Regions from separate parts of the Mus musculus genome. Here regions 1 and 2 are each linked to region 3. Evidence: chromatin contacts called from public promoter capture Hi-C data. All regions are on one chromosome and are shown on one strand. Each heading gives the region's core, a stretch centred on a gene start, on an enhancer-like site or on the middle of the called end of the contact. The rest is flanking DNA. Distances are from core to core; before and after follow the strand shown. Region 1 holds the start of 4930524O08Rik (RIKEN cDNA 4930524O08 gene). Region 2 holds the start of Tmed3 (transmembrane p24 trafficking protein 3). Region 3 holds the start of Cyb5r4 (cytochrome b5 reductase 4).

Region 1 (4,167 bases), core at 888-3,387, 2.8 Mb after region 3:
TACAGAGGTCAACTAAGACCACCTGTATATCAAATCTTTATATTCTGATTAATAACAGTAACAAAATTACAGTTATGAAGTAGCAACAAAAAATAATTTTATGGTGGGGGGGGGGGTCACCACAACATGAAGAACTGTTATTAAATGGCCACGGCATTGGGAAGGTTGTCTCTAGAAGTTGCTTGAGCTTTGAGCATCTGTCAATCATTCCCTGGGTCTCTCCCTCACTAAATCGATGGGAGGGTCAAGAAGGCTATCTATAAAGCGCTTACAGGCATGAATGAATTGTATTTAATGGGAATGGAGGTGAAATTCTGCATGTAATAATATCCAAGGAGCAAGTGCAGCTGTATTCAGTACGGCGGGACACGGCTTGAGAGCAGCGGGGAGTGTCTTGTCAATCCACCCTTGCATTCGCTTATTTAATAGGCGTAGGGATTTTCAGTGGCCATGACAGTGAGAATTCACAGAACAGTGGGCATGCTATGCACTCCACGCCTAGATTCTGGATATTTGGACTTCAGTAACACAGTGAAGGAGATGGTGACCATGTCACGGGCAAGTGAGGACCAGCCTCAAACAGTCCAGTGTGGACAGAGGCAGACTTGATGGCCACGGTGGTTAGGGAAGAGAGAGTAACACAGAACCCAGCCATAGTGTTCACTGGTGTGGTAGAGAAAGGGAGAAGTGGGATGGGAGGACCTTGTTCTAGCTGGGAATATAAGATGTCCATGAGATCCTGGCCCTCTCAGACCCCAAGGACAAAGATAAGCATAACATTTGAATGCTTGGTAATTTCTCACGTATCCAGGACACCCTCATACAGAAGACTTGGGGTGGGGATCAGGTAAGTGGTGGGAAGTCACTGGTGCCCCAGTGTTGATAAACTGTTCTGTGGGTGTGGCCCTATGTTATTGTGCAGGGAGGGGGGGCCAGGAGAGCTGCCAGTCTCCAGGCCTTGTAAGGAACAGAGAGGACATGTGGACTTCTGCATGAGTGACTTGCCAAGCCCAGTGACAGATCAAAGCAAGGTGTGGGCCAGGGAATGTCAAGATAAGATCCTGTCACCAGGAAATGAGAAACTGAAGAGGAGAGTTATGGGTTGTCCGAAACTGCTATACAGCCAGAAATTCAGTCCAGAAACTGGGACAAGGACCTCAGTCAGACACCTTGGGGACGTGCTCAGAATGCTCTAGTGGACACACCAGTGGCTCCAACAGTTGGGCATGATGTCTCCTGAGGTGCTGAGTGCCCCTCGTCAGTCCTGTGAGTGCCACATGGGCCAGCTGCAAATCACAATTAAAAGCCCAGCGATTCCGTGGTGTCTGGGAGAGGACTAGACATTGTCTTCAGTGAAGGTGTGTGCTCTCCTGTAACAACACCTTTGCAGCCATGTCTCTGTAAGCAACACTAACAAAACTCAGTAGTTCCTCTTTGTAAAGAAGACATGAATGTAACATTGTGGGGCCTAGCTGGGGTGGGAGGAAGGCTCAGCAGGAGAGGCAAAGTGACAGGAAAGGGTAATGGAGGTGACTAGGAGTAAAATACGTGCTATATATGTAAGAGACTGTCATAATAAAACCCATTATCATGCCTAAGTAACATATGCTAAATTTTTTAAAAAACTACATAGTAAAACTTAGAGGAAAATATGCCACACACAGATATACACATGCATTCATACATACATATATAAATATATACACATATACATATATACACAATACATAAATGCACACACATAGATACATACACCCACATATATGCAAACACATAAGCAAATATACACACACACAAATATATACACATATATACTCACATGGACACGCACACAGCCCCACCATCAACACCTTTTCTGGTATGCGATAAGTCACTCTCCAGTTCCAAGACTCAGTTTCTGTAAGTACATGGTGATAACAGGCCTACTTCCCAGAGCTATTGTGAGAATCAAGTGAACTAACCGTGGTGACTTAGCCTCCCTCTTCCACCTCTACTCATGATTTGCAAAAAGGAGACAGAACCGGTCACCGATTCCGTGGCAGTGTGAAACTGACTAGAAACTGAAGCCAGCCATCATCCATCCTTGTAGCTTAACAGAGCCCGCCAGGACTGCCTGTTGTCAGTTCCTGTCTTTGGAGTTCCCAGGGATCACGTTGGGATTACAGGACAGGAAAACCAGCAGGCAGAGGTATACAGAGCTGAGACCATTTGCCCTGGTTGTCAGTTCTGATCTAGGGGACTTGGCTTTTTTTGTTGTTTGTTTGTTTGTTTGTTTGTTGTTTTCTTCATTTTTCTTTGGCTTTTAAAGCACGTCTACTCAGTATTGGTGACCAAAAAGGAGCCCGATGTGAGCGTTCTGAAGGTAAGGCCTCTCCCCTGAAGCTTTATCACTAATGCACTCAAAGCGGCAAAGCCACCTCAAGAAACGCAGACAAAACACTGGACCTTTGTCTCCTACAACTGCTGGTCTGCACAAATGCTCCCTAGACCTCAGGGGATTTCACAGACCTCCTAGATGCCAGGTTGAAGGCTGACAGTGCCCATCCCCCATCACTGCAGTTATGTAAGCCTGCTTCCGGTAAAAGGCCCTGGCGAAAATCACACGCAGTTAGTGGCATCGCCAAGGGAACATTGTCCATCATGTCTCTTTGGGCCTCCTGATGCTCCACTCGATGTGAGAATATGAGGATCAATCAAGAGAAGAGACTAACCTCGAGACAGAGCACTAAATCGAGCAGAAAACAGGAAGGCCTGTCTTGGGCCTCCATTTGCGTAAACCTACAGACGCCATCAACTCCTCCAACAGCCAAGGCCTTTTCTGACCACAAGGGGGCGCCCGCATCATGCTTTAATATAGTACGTGCTTGGGATGTTGAGAGCGTGGAAGACTGCAGTCTCAAAATACAGATAGGGAAACTGAGGCCAGGAGAAAGCAAAGGGTTCCTAAGTCATTCTGGGTAATTTTCTTCTCTGTGATCTTCACTCCCATTAAATTGAGTCATGGCTTCCACCAAGGAATACGTTTTACGGATATTCCTCCGACACCCGGATGAAGAATGCTACTTGCAGACCGCCCCACAAGAGGGAGCACCTGTGAGCCTCTGAGCCCTATACCCACCACGAGCCTTAGACAGAATGAGCTTCGTACAAGATTTTGATCCAGGGATTCTGGCTGGGATGTGGAAATTGCTAGTCTAGGTAGTCTCAGAGGAGACCCACCATCCAGAAGCTTCCCAGATCTAATCCAGAAATGTCTGCAGCTTCCAACATCTAGAGAAGCCTCCGTGAAAAATTCTGCAGGCAACAAGGGTTAAAACCAAGTCGTTCACTTCAGACAGTACTGTCACAAGGCCAAGACAGTCATCAGGGATTGTCACTCAGAGTAACGCTGCTATTTACTCTGCTTGTCCCAATTATCCATCACTGTTTACAAGTAAAGAAAATGACTGTGATGTCGACTCTGACAACCTAGAATGAGCTGGGAAGAAGGTTTTAATGAGGAATTATTTAGATTAGGTTGGCCTGGGGCTATGAAGGAGTTTCGTAATTGGGTGAATTGAGTTGGGAAGACCAACTCATGTAGAAAGCAGGAGGCACCATTTATGGGGTAGGTCCAGGAATGAATGGGTAGAGAGAGGGCTAAGCACTGTCTTACACGTAATTAATGTTTTATCTGTTTCTGTTTAGGGACGTAAGGGGACAAGCTGCTGCTGTTGTAGTTGACCTGTGAACCCTTTCTTCCCTAGCTTGCATTTGTCGGGTACAATGAGGTTCATGGTGTTTAAGAGAGATGTTCTCAGGGATAAAATTACTTCGTTCCCCAGTTTCTCTAGAGAACCCTCACATAAAAAGCAGGAACTGGTGGGTACCTGCTGAGCAGACACCCCAGACTCTTCCAGCGGCTCAGTGACTGCCTCACCGTTTGCACATGTCCCGGCTCTCCACTTATGCCCAGTTCTTCATCCTTACCACCAGGAACTCTGTAGACATTCCCAGATCTGTTTCCTTGGCATGAGTCAGCCTCCCAGAGACAGCCGGGGCCAGCCTGGTGACTGCATAGGGCAGAAGGCTGCCCAGGATTTGTGCCTTCACCATGGCAAGGTGACAAGGAGATTCCTGAGAAGGTGTGTGGTTTCTTCTACATTAGATATTTGGATCCCTGAGGGA
Region 2 (4,505 bases), core at 269-2,768, 2.7 Mb after region 3:
CTTTACATTCTCAGAGGCTTGTCTCTTTGGTGGTTATAGATTTCCCCCCACTGATGGGGCATGCCTACCCTCAACGGCTTCTGGAGCCTCACTAGCCACATCAAGAATGCTGGGGTGGGGGGGGCGGTTGTTGTTGTTGTTCTTGTTTGTTTTGTTTTGTTTTGTTTTGTTTCTTCGAGACAGGGTTTCCCTGTATAGTCCTGGCTGTCCTGGAACTCTGTAAACCAGGCTGACCTCGAACTCAGAGATCCACCAGCCTCTGCCTCCCAAGTGCTGGGATTAAAGTCCTGCGCCACCACTGCCCAGCCAAGAATATTGTTCTTATTCTTAGGCTGCCTGTGCTGAGGCAGGCACACACACACACACACACACACACACACACTGTATGTCGTCCATAGATGTGAGAGCAGTCTCATCAGTGACTCCACCATACATGGAATTGTCAGCAGAAGCAACCTTCAGAGCGTCTACCATAGAAGGGCTTACTCATTGTACACAACTGGGGTGCCTGTGTCACCTCATTTCTAGAGGTCTTGCTTTATGGTGGTCATTCATCCCTCTGACCCTATGCCTACTCATTAACCCTAGGGGATAGAGCCTTTACCAAAGCAACTGTTAGCTATGAGATCTGTCCATGGAGACCAAAGTGCAGGACCTAACTTTGTTGAGCCATATGGTAAGCAGAGAGGCAAGCCACATAGCCACACCACTGGGGAGGGAGTGTGTGTGACTGTCCTTAAGTATACACTGGCAGGGTTCGAAGTCTGCACTGAACCCTCCTTTCAAAAAAAAAAAACCCTTCATCACTCCAACTATGTCACCCCAAACTCCAGCTGTAAAGGATGCAGCTGACTTCAGCACCAGCAAGACACCCAGCCCAAAGTGACAGTTGGGTCAGACTGCCACCCAGTGGGTGTCCAGCTAATTAATACTGATGTTCCTGGAGGTACCTGGGAGAGGTCATTCTGGTCAATTCTGCAGGGGGCGACAGGGGGCGGTAACAGGCCCCCCATCCTGAGCGCTCACCTGTAGCCTGCCTAACTCCCCAGTGCCCCTGGCCCACTTCGGGAGGGCTCTGGCAGATACAAACGTTTCTTCTCAGGGAGAAGTCAACCGGTCTGGGGTTGTTATCCCCGACCCCCTCAGCCTTTGGTGGCTAATCTTGGCCGCTCCGGATGGCGGCGCACCAGTAGCCCCAGTGAGACGCGGCTAGGGCCGCACCTGGTAATCCAGAGAGAACTTCACGCCCTGCTCCACCTCTTCGTGGAAGCACTGCTTGGCGTTGTCCGGCAGCTCGAAGGTGAGCTCAGCGCTCCGCAGTGGCTCGGCCCGGAGCAGGAGCAGAAGCAGCAGCTGTAGCAGCATCTGGAAGGATGAAGCGTGCGGAGCCTCGTGGACCATGATGCTCCGGGCCTAGTCCTCTCTAGGCTCCCGCGCAGCGACAGCAGGGACAGCAGGGAGAGGGGAGGGGCCCCCTGAAGAGACGTGGCGCGAGCTCAGCACAGCGGTTCCGGGTGGCGGCCACTCCGCGCGCAGCCGCACACCAGAGAGGTGGGCGGGGAACCTTTCCGCCCGCTGCGCAAGCGCATCACTGAGTTTAGGCGCTATTGTATTTGATGCGGCTCTTGGACTCGGGTACTTCTCAGTGCGTCCCTTCAACTCGGAAACCGTTGGGCTTCTAGTCTGTTTCTGACTTGCTGTCACTTAGTGTCTGCCACGTCTCCGGAGAAATCCCGGACGTAATGAACACATTCAGTAGTTAGGAGGACTCGATGGACTAGAAAGGAACCGCAGGGAAGGGAGGCGACGGATCCTCCACTCCCCCCTCCTACCTAAGGTGAAGAAGTGTTCAACAAAGTAAACCCCATGGCTACACTGGGGGAAAACAGGTTTTCTTGCACACAGACTCCCTTCTGGAAATAAAAGCATCTAAAGGATTTCAATTATGTTTTCGCATTCGGGTCACATTGAAAATTTTTTCAGAGAGAATCTGCCATCCCCTTTAACTTCTAAAAGTGTTGAAAGACAAGTTGATTTATTGTCTTATTCATGACAACTGCCCTAAGAAGGATATATATGATTTTATGTTCACCATAGTCCATAAACAAAGAGACATTACATGTTATAATATTTGCTGATACATAAACACTTACTGTCAGTAGAACATTATTAGATATGGTGAATCTTAATTTTAACAAAGAATTTCACTACTCATATATACTACCACATAGATAAAATTGGCATACACTACCACTGGCCATACTGGATCCTGTATCAAGGAGCTAATGTGCATGAAAGCAGCACCCATAATATAATTATTAATAAAATGTACTATCTCTGTGCTAGATTAGATGTGAAAGAGGTGTTGAGCTGTGTGCCTTGGGGCTCCTTCCCTGCTTGTCCTATTTAACATTGACTTATATTTCTTATTTTCAATTATGTGTATGCACATGTGTGTATATGAGTATGTATATATGAATGCAGGTCTCCAAAGAGGCCAGAGGCTTTGGATCCCCTGGAGCTAGAATTGCAGGCAGTTGTCACTCATTTGATAAGGCTTTTGGGACCCAAACTGGGGTCCTCTAGAAGTATTCTTAACCAGTGAGCCATCTCTCCTCCAACTCTTAACATTTTTAATGAAGAGTATTTGAAGATGTGAAAGTTATAATCATCTAACTGGAAAATCAAGTGAAGAAAAACAAAACAAAACAAAACAAAACAAAACTGAAGTTCCCACAAGTTAAAGATGAAGCGCTACATTTAAGTTCCAGGTGGTGGGGATGGGGGTTGGGAGGGTGGGGGAGGGAGGGGGAATCTGCAGTGGTTCAAAAGAAGAGGCCTGGTTTCACAGCTCTTTAAGTTGGAGCAGGCAGAATTGGAATCAGCATCAAACTACATATAAGACAAGAGAAAATGCCTGAGTTTTAAAAAAATAAATTATTGCCTTAGCAGACAGTGATCAGGTGGTACCTATTGTATTGTTTTAGGAGAGCTATTTTCCGTTTGGGGCACTAGTCAAAGGAATGTGATTAGGAGGAAGCCAGCATAGACATTGCCAGGAAGCTGACTCAAACAGAGAATGCCCAAGGGAAAATAAATAAATAGCAGGACTTAGCATGGAAGCTAAAAACCAATAGGAAATGAAAGCTTTAAAAGTGTGCGGGCACTAACAATGTACCAGACACACTGTCATCTCACTATTCAACTCAACATAATTTATATTAATTGAGTAACCAGCTCAACATAGTTTATATTAATTAATATTCACTAGTAGCCATGTCTTTAAAAAAAATAAGTTTGCTCCTATTTGATAAGGAGCCCGGGATGTTTAATTCAGTAGCTCTTGTCATTGTTCACTTTTTCTGTGTGTCAGCAGCTTGAGCCAGCCTCAATTTATAATCTCCATGGTTTTGTGAGTCCATGGTTTTGGACAGTTGAACGTCAGGCAGTCTTCCCTGGATTTGCCCATGATGCTACATTCATCTAGAGTCCATCTGTGCTGGGCTGTGCAAGATAACCCCACTGGCATGTCTAGGGCAGATACAGGTTACTGGCTCTAATGCCTTTTTCTCTTCCAGGCATTCTCTCACCACTAGGAGGCTACTGCGGGAAGTCATCTTGCCTGCTTCTGTGAAAGCCTGCCTGTCAGGCAGAGTCAAGTCAGACCAGGGTCTACAATAAGAGGGGATATACTTGAACTTCACGGCAAGGGGCTAAATGTTCTGTTAATCTTGGAGGAAGGAACAGCAGGATTAGGAAGGCTTCCGGATGGGTACAGATATCAAATGTACATCATCCATTGTCTCTGCTGGCTTGTGACTTTGTTTCCCGACATACTGTAAGCCTAAGAGAATTAAACTCAAGACTGGACAGCCCTCCTCATTTCTAACCTTTGTCTATGAGTCTTCTTTTCCATCTTTCCTATAATCCTCACGCCCCTCTCAGAGGATTGCTGGACTTCCTACCAGCCAAACAGGTACAAGCTAGGCTATTATGTGACATACTCAGTATTATGTGACATACTCAGAGAAATATCCCAAAAGGACCCAGGCACAGATAGCAATGTTCTCTAAGAGCTAGGTTTCTGAATTCTTTCAATATCACTTTCTATACATTTTACTGGCCAATAGAGTCCAACGCTGATCTAGATATAAGAAGAAGGAGAAATAGATTTTACCCCTAAGGTGAGATGTTGTTGTAAAGAGGGAGCCTTTGGGGATGGAAGGCATTTTGTGACTGTTGAATAATCTTCTACAATACTCAAGTTCACCTGTCTCATTAATAGCTAAGCCGGAAGCTGAACCCAGATCTGCACGGTCCTGAAGGCTATATGAACCCCAACAAGCACACTGCCTCTACAAATCCTTTGGGATCATTAGTTCTCTGTGTTCCATGTGGAAAAGTTGGGTGCTAAGCATGAATGACACTGAGGTGTATCTCAGTTCAACATAAGAAGTATCTATCGGGAAGAGAGTTAATGGGCAGCACAGTTTCTACCCCTGCAT
Region 3 (4,450 bases), core at 1,295-3,794:
TGGCAAGCAGACTCCATGGAAACTGTAACAGTAGCAGCTTTAAACTCTGTCTCCAAAATGTGTAAACTAATTATTAAGCAGAGAGAGCTTGTTGAAATCAATTGTTTGGTGACAATTAGGACCCCAAGTGTGAAAACATATGGATAGCATGTTGTCTGCTTCTTTCAGGCTATTCTGGCCCAAGTCCAAGTGTTACGACTACTTATATCAAGAAGCAGAAACTCTTCTGAAAAATTTCCCAATTCAAGCTACAATTTCGTTTTATGAAGATTCTGATAGTGAAGATGAAATAGAGGGGCTGGCCTGTGAAAATCAATCTAATTAGTTACTTCTGTTGACAATTTGAATTTTGTATATAAATGTACCATAAACTTTTAAAACTAATTTATTTGTATATACATTATTAATAAAACATTTTGTAATAATTACAGTATTTGGAATCCTCTTTGTCCCTACACTAGAATTAAATGTTGGGATTTTAAGATAGACATCATGTACAAATGTCCTGATTGTGTTATAAATATTTGTGATTCACAAAGAATACTTCTGGTTTTTTTTTTATTAAATCACAAATTTATCTTTAGTTATAATTTTTCAAGGAACTATTTGGTTTTTTTAAAAGACCGGCTCTTGTAATGTCTGGTGTTTTCTGCTGATCTCAATTGGATGTTTAGTTACAGATGATATAATCTTGGCAGTTAGTGAGGAAAACTGGGTGCTGCTACTATTCTCACGGATATTAGTATTTGTTTGCTTGCTCATAGGGAAATGCTTTAAGTAATTATAGTTGAGAAAGAAAAACAATCTTGGGTCACTTAAATCTTAAGGACTGTAATTAAGTATGGAGTAGTGTGACTCTCACTCTGATATTCTCCTGTTGTCTTTAATCTGGTGTTCAGTACTTTCTGTATATGTTGAAGGATTCCTATAATTAAAAAAAAAAGGTTTAAATTTGAATGATTTGTACAGAGTCTAAAAACGGTGAGAACATGAAGTTGCTCTCTTTTCTTTTGTCCTGGATAAAGCTAAGATTTGGAAGACATAAAATTCAACATTATCCACTTTCCTTTTGCTTTAGTTTCCCGCTCACAATATTCTCATATAAACATCTTCTTCTGGGGAGTAAAATAAATCCTCAGTGACTGATTTTTCTTACATAGGCATCACAGAAGAAAACTTATTCCATACTTTAATGAGATGGACGATGGACTTGCATGGTTAGGGTGACACAGTAGATTATGCTCATGAAGTCCTTTTAGTTTTTATATAATCACCTGCTCAGCAGTTCAGGTGCAAACAAACATATTTTATTAATCTATAATCTGAGCTACTTGTGAGGATGAGGCAGGAGAACTGCAAGTTCAATGCTTGTCTGACAATATACCAAAAATATTTTCCTGCAGTATTCCAGAATAAAAATGGGTAGAGGTGGAGATGAGAGGTAATTAGCTAGCTAAGAAATGTCCCGTGCTTGAATGACTAAGCATATCCACAGACTCTCTCATAATATTAAACCACATTATCACAACTTTGACTCCCAGGGACTCTGGAAACTACATAGCTGGAGTAAATGATGTGTCCAGAATCAGAAAAAATTAGAACCCCACAGAGAATGGGATGGGTTATTTAGAACTACTCTTTGGGAAAATGTTCTCTTTCTATTGGATTCCACCCTGTGGATCTGTGTATTTTCCTAGCAAAAAGAAAAAGCCAATGTATCACTAACATGGACCCACAGTGTTAGGAATTTCTCTTGTTAACAAATCAGGATAGTATAAGGTGGCCTGTCTTTTGTTACATGCCTATTAATATATACAGTATATGGTTTAGATATAGCCATTTATTTCTTACAGAAACCCAAGCCTATACAGACAAAATGTTCCTTTAATAAAAAGTAGCGTGCATAGGCCATTAAATACAAGGATGACACCAAAACCAAATCACTCTATTTAGGAGTGAGCTACTTGTAGATTTCAGGGAAAGTGAAGAGTTATGGGAGGAGGAAGAATGTGTGAGTGTATGGATAGAGAAGGTCTTCTGGAAACGTCGTCTGGAAACGTCTTTTACTCGTTTTCCAGACTGGTTCCCCAAACGTGACGTTTCTTAACCCACAGCAGAGGCTGCTTGAGTTCGGCTTCTTAGCTCATGAAACTGTGAAGTCCTCTTTCCTAGAGCTTAGTATTTTACAGGAGAGAACTATTCAGCAGTCTGAACGTTTTGATAGTGTTGTTTTCTTTCATATTTCAATTGTTGTTTATCAAGAGACAGGCACTGGTCTTCTTGTTCTACCAGAAATAACCCTCGGCCTCTATCAGCACCAGGGCTGGGGAACAGCTTCACTCTCTGATCTTTCAGCAGAAAGCTGTCATTTCCTTGTGGTGCTGAAGTTTAGGACCAAAGAGTAACTGAGCATGCGCTGCCCTGCCCCCAACCCCCGCACAGCCACCCCTTCCCAAGCCGGGCGACCGGGCTCACAGAGTGAGTGAGCCTTTCCTCTGACTCCGCCCCCGCCCCGCCTCTCGTGAGCGTGATTGCGTCACGACGCGCCTGACCCCTGGCGACCCCGGAAGTGGGTCGGGGGCTTGGCCTCGGCCGGGCCAAGGAGCCCGCACGGACGGTGGTGGGCGCTGGGGTCCCACCAGGGCAGCCTGTCCGGTGGCGGAGCCCGGATGCGGCCCGAGCCGGGGGCCCAGGATGCTGAACGTCCCTTCCCAGGCTTTCCCGGCCCCCGGCTCCCAGCAGCGCGTCTCCTCCCAGGGGCGCAGCAAGGTAAGTGGCGACGCCGTTCGTTCGACTACTAACTCAAACGCCCTAAGTGTGTTTGAGCTGCTGAAGTTGGCCGCGGTAAGTCCACTCGGCACCCCGCTTCCGGCATGGTTGCATTTCTGTCTCAAGCTGTCCTCTCCAGTCTTTTGTTCTTTACGGTCAAAGATCCAGGCTGAGCAGTGGCGGTGGCTAGGGATGATTGGAGTCTGCAAACCTGCCGTCAGATTTAGTGCCACCTCTTCAAGTCGCACTCCTCTGTGTATACGGTAGCCAGTGGTTCCAGCACTGCCTCATCTGTAGACACCCCTGGTTGATTTTGAATCTGGTACCATGCTCTTGTCTATTTGTTGAATATGGTTACTGTCAGCAGCAGGTGGAAATACAGATATATAGTTGCAAAATTCAGTACAAATTGTGTAGTGTATTCATTGCAAGGCGAATGCTCTTATGTTATTTTGCTAGTTCCTTATTCTGTAACCACATCTTGGTATTTTCTTTTGAGACTTCTGTCTTCTTGGGCTACTCGATTCCTTTCTCGAGTTTTATTTTATATGACTTTGAGACTTTCCATTCTTCTCCACTTAGATCTGAGGTTTTGCCCTTAGATCAGAAAAGGAATTGAGGTTTTCATTTATTTTTCAGAAATGTCTGTCCCCAGCTTTAATCATACATAGCACTAAGATGTTTTGTGGGCTCACTGATGGCCATGTGTATCTGGAGTCCTTTTCCTTTGCCCATTGAATCTTCACAGTTACCCTGAAGCTAGGGACGTTTACTATCTTCATTCTTGGTAAAAAGAAATAGGTTGATGAAAGTCTGCTATCAGTCACGTAAGCTTGTGATTATGACATTTCCTTCATTGCTGTGTGTGCGCCTCTGCTCACCAGCCATCAACTGGGTATCTTGCTCTCTCTTTAAGCTAAGTGCTTGGCTCCATAGTCTAAGGTTGCCCTTTGTAGAATGAGAACGTCAGTAACTGACTTTCTTCATTAAAATGGCTATGTTCTCAGCATTCATTTAAAGGAGAAAACTTCTAGGCAAAGACAGCAAGTTCCTTAGATGCGATAGCAGAAGTAAGTTTTGTTGTCCCCAAAGAGGGCAAAGTAAGATCTTTGTGTAATTTAATAGGACCCTCAGGTAGGATTAATTTCTTTGTTATGAAATGAGACAATCTCGAACCCTTGAGAGGCAGAGTTAGGACTGCATAAAACAATGAAACAGTCAGATAAAGTTTTCAAAAATGGAACTCAGCCAGATAGGCTGATTGTTAAATTGTTAAAAGTCTAGAACTTTGGAGTAGGAAAGAGATGTCTTTCCAAGACCCACTACTTCATCGCAGTCACATTCTGGCTCAGGTGTATGTACGCGTGACCAGTTGTTGTTGTTGTTGTCTTGTTCATAGGCCTGAGATGAGACTTTTCCATAGCACAGCATTGCTACGCACTCAGCAGATATTCCTTACCTTACGCCCTTTATTCAAATCTCACCAATTTGAATCTTACACAGAGACAGATTCCTTATGCAATAGCTGTTCAGTGTTTATTGAGAAACTGTAATGTCCTACATATGCTAAGGCATTTGATCATGGGGTTCCCAGTTGATGGTGCTGTCTCGGGATGTTATGAAACCTTGGCTTTATTGGAAACAGTATGTCACTTTGAGCAGGCTTTAAGGGTTTACAGCT

Evidence for each region. Promoter capture Hi-C pulls out the DNA fragments that hold promoters and counts their contacts. Capture Hi-C pulls out chosen DNA fragments and counts their contacts.
Region 1: a contact with region 3 is called in a promoter capture Hi-C map of pre-B cells, with 8 times the contacts expected there. The contact joins the promoter of 4930524O08Rik here to the promoter of Cyb5r4 in region 3. A contact is called at or near these places in 2 of 39 promoter capture datasets (hippocampal neurons and pre-B cells) and 1 of 9 other capture datasets (liver).
Region 2: a promoter capture Hi-C map of liver shows a contact between it and region 3, with 3 times the contacts expected there. The contact joins the promoter of Tmed3 here to the promoter of Cyb5r4 in region 3. A contact is called at or near these places in 4 of 39 promoter capture datasets (the C10 cell line, erythroid cells, liver and 1 more), 2 of 484 Hi-C or Micro-C datasets (CD4 T cells and CD8 T cells), 1 of 115 datasets of contacts at active chromatin or transcription factors (astrocytes) and 2 of 9 other capture datasets (adipose tissue and liver).

Annotation. Positions count from the first base shown.
Region 1 is chr9:89,824,382-89,828,548 of GRCm38.p6, forward strand. 4930524O08Rik (RIKEN cDNA 4930524O08 gene) reads left to right here and starts at 2,138. Exons shown (of 6, transcript NR_040735.1): 1 at 2,138-2,856.
Region 2 is chr9:89,703,525-89,708,029 of GRCm38.p6, forward strand. Tmed3 (transmembrane p24 trafficking protein 3) reads right to left here and starts at 1,519. Exons shown (of 3, transcript NM_025360.2): 1 at 1,222-1,519. The coding sequence starts at 1,401.
Region 3 is chr9:87,019,485-87,023,934 of GRCm38.p6, forward strand. Cyb5r4 (cytochrome b5 reductase 4) reads left to right here and starts at 2,545. Exons shown (of 16, transcript NM_024195.2): 1 at 2,545-2,769. The coding sequence starts at 2,695. It overlaps Ripply2 (ripply transcriptional repressor 2), which reads left to right. Exons shown (of 4, transcript NM_001037907.2): 4 at 169-957. The coding sequence ends at 325.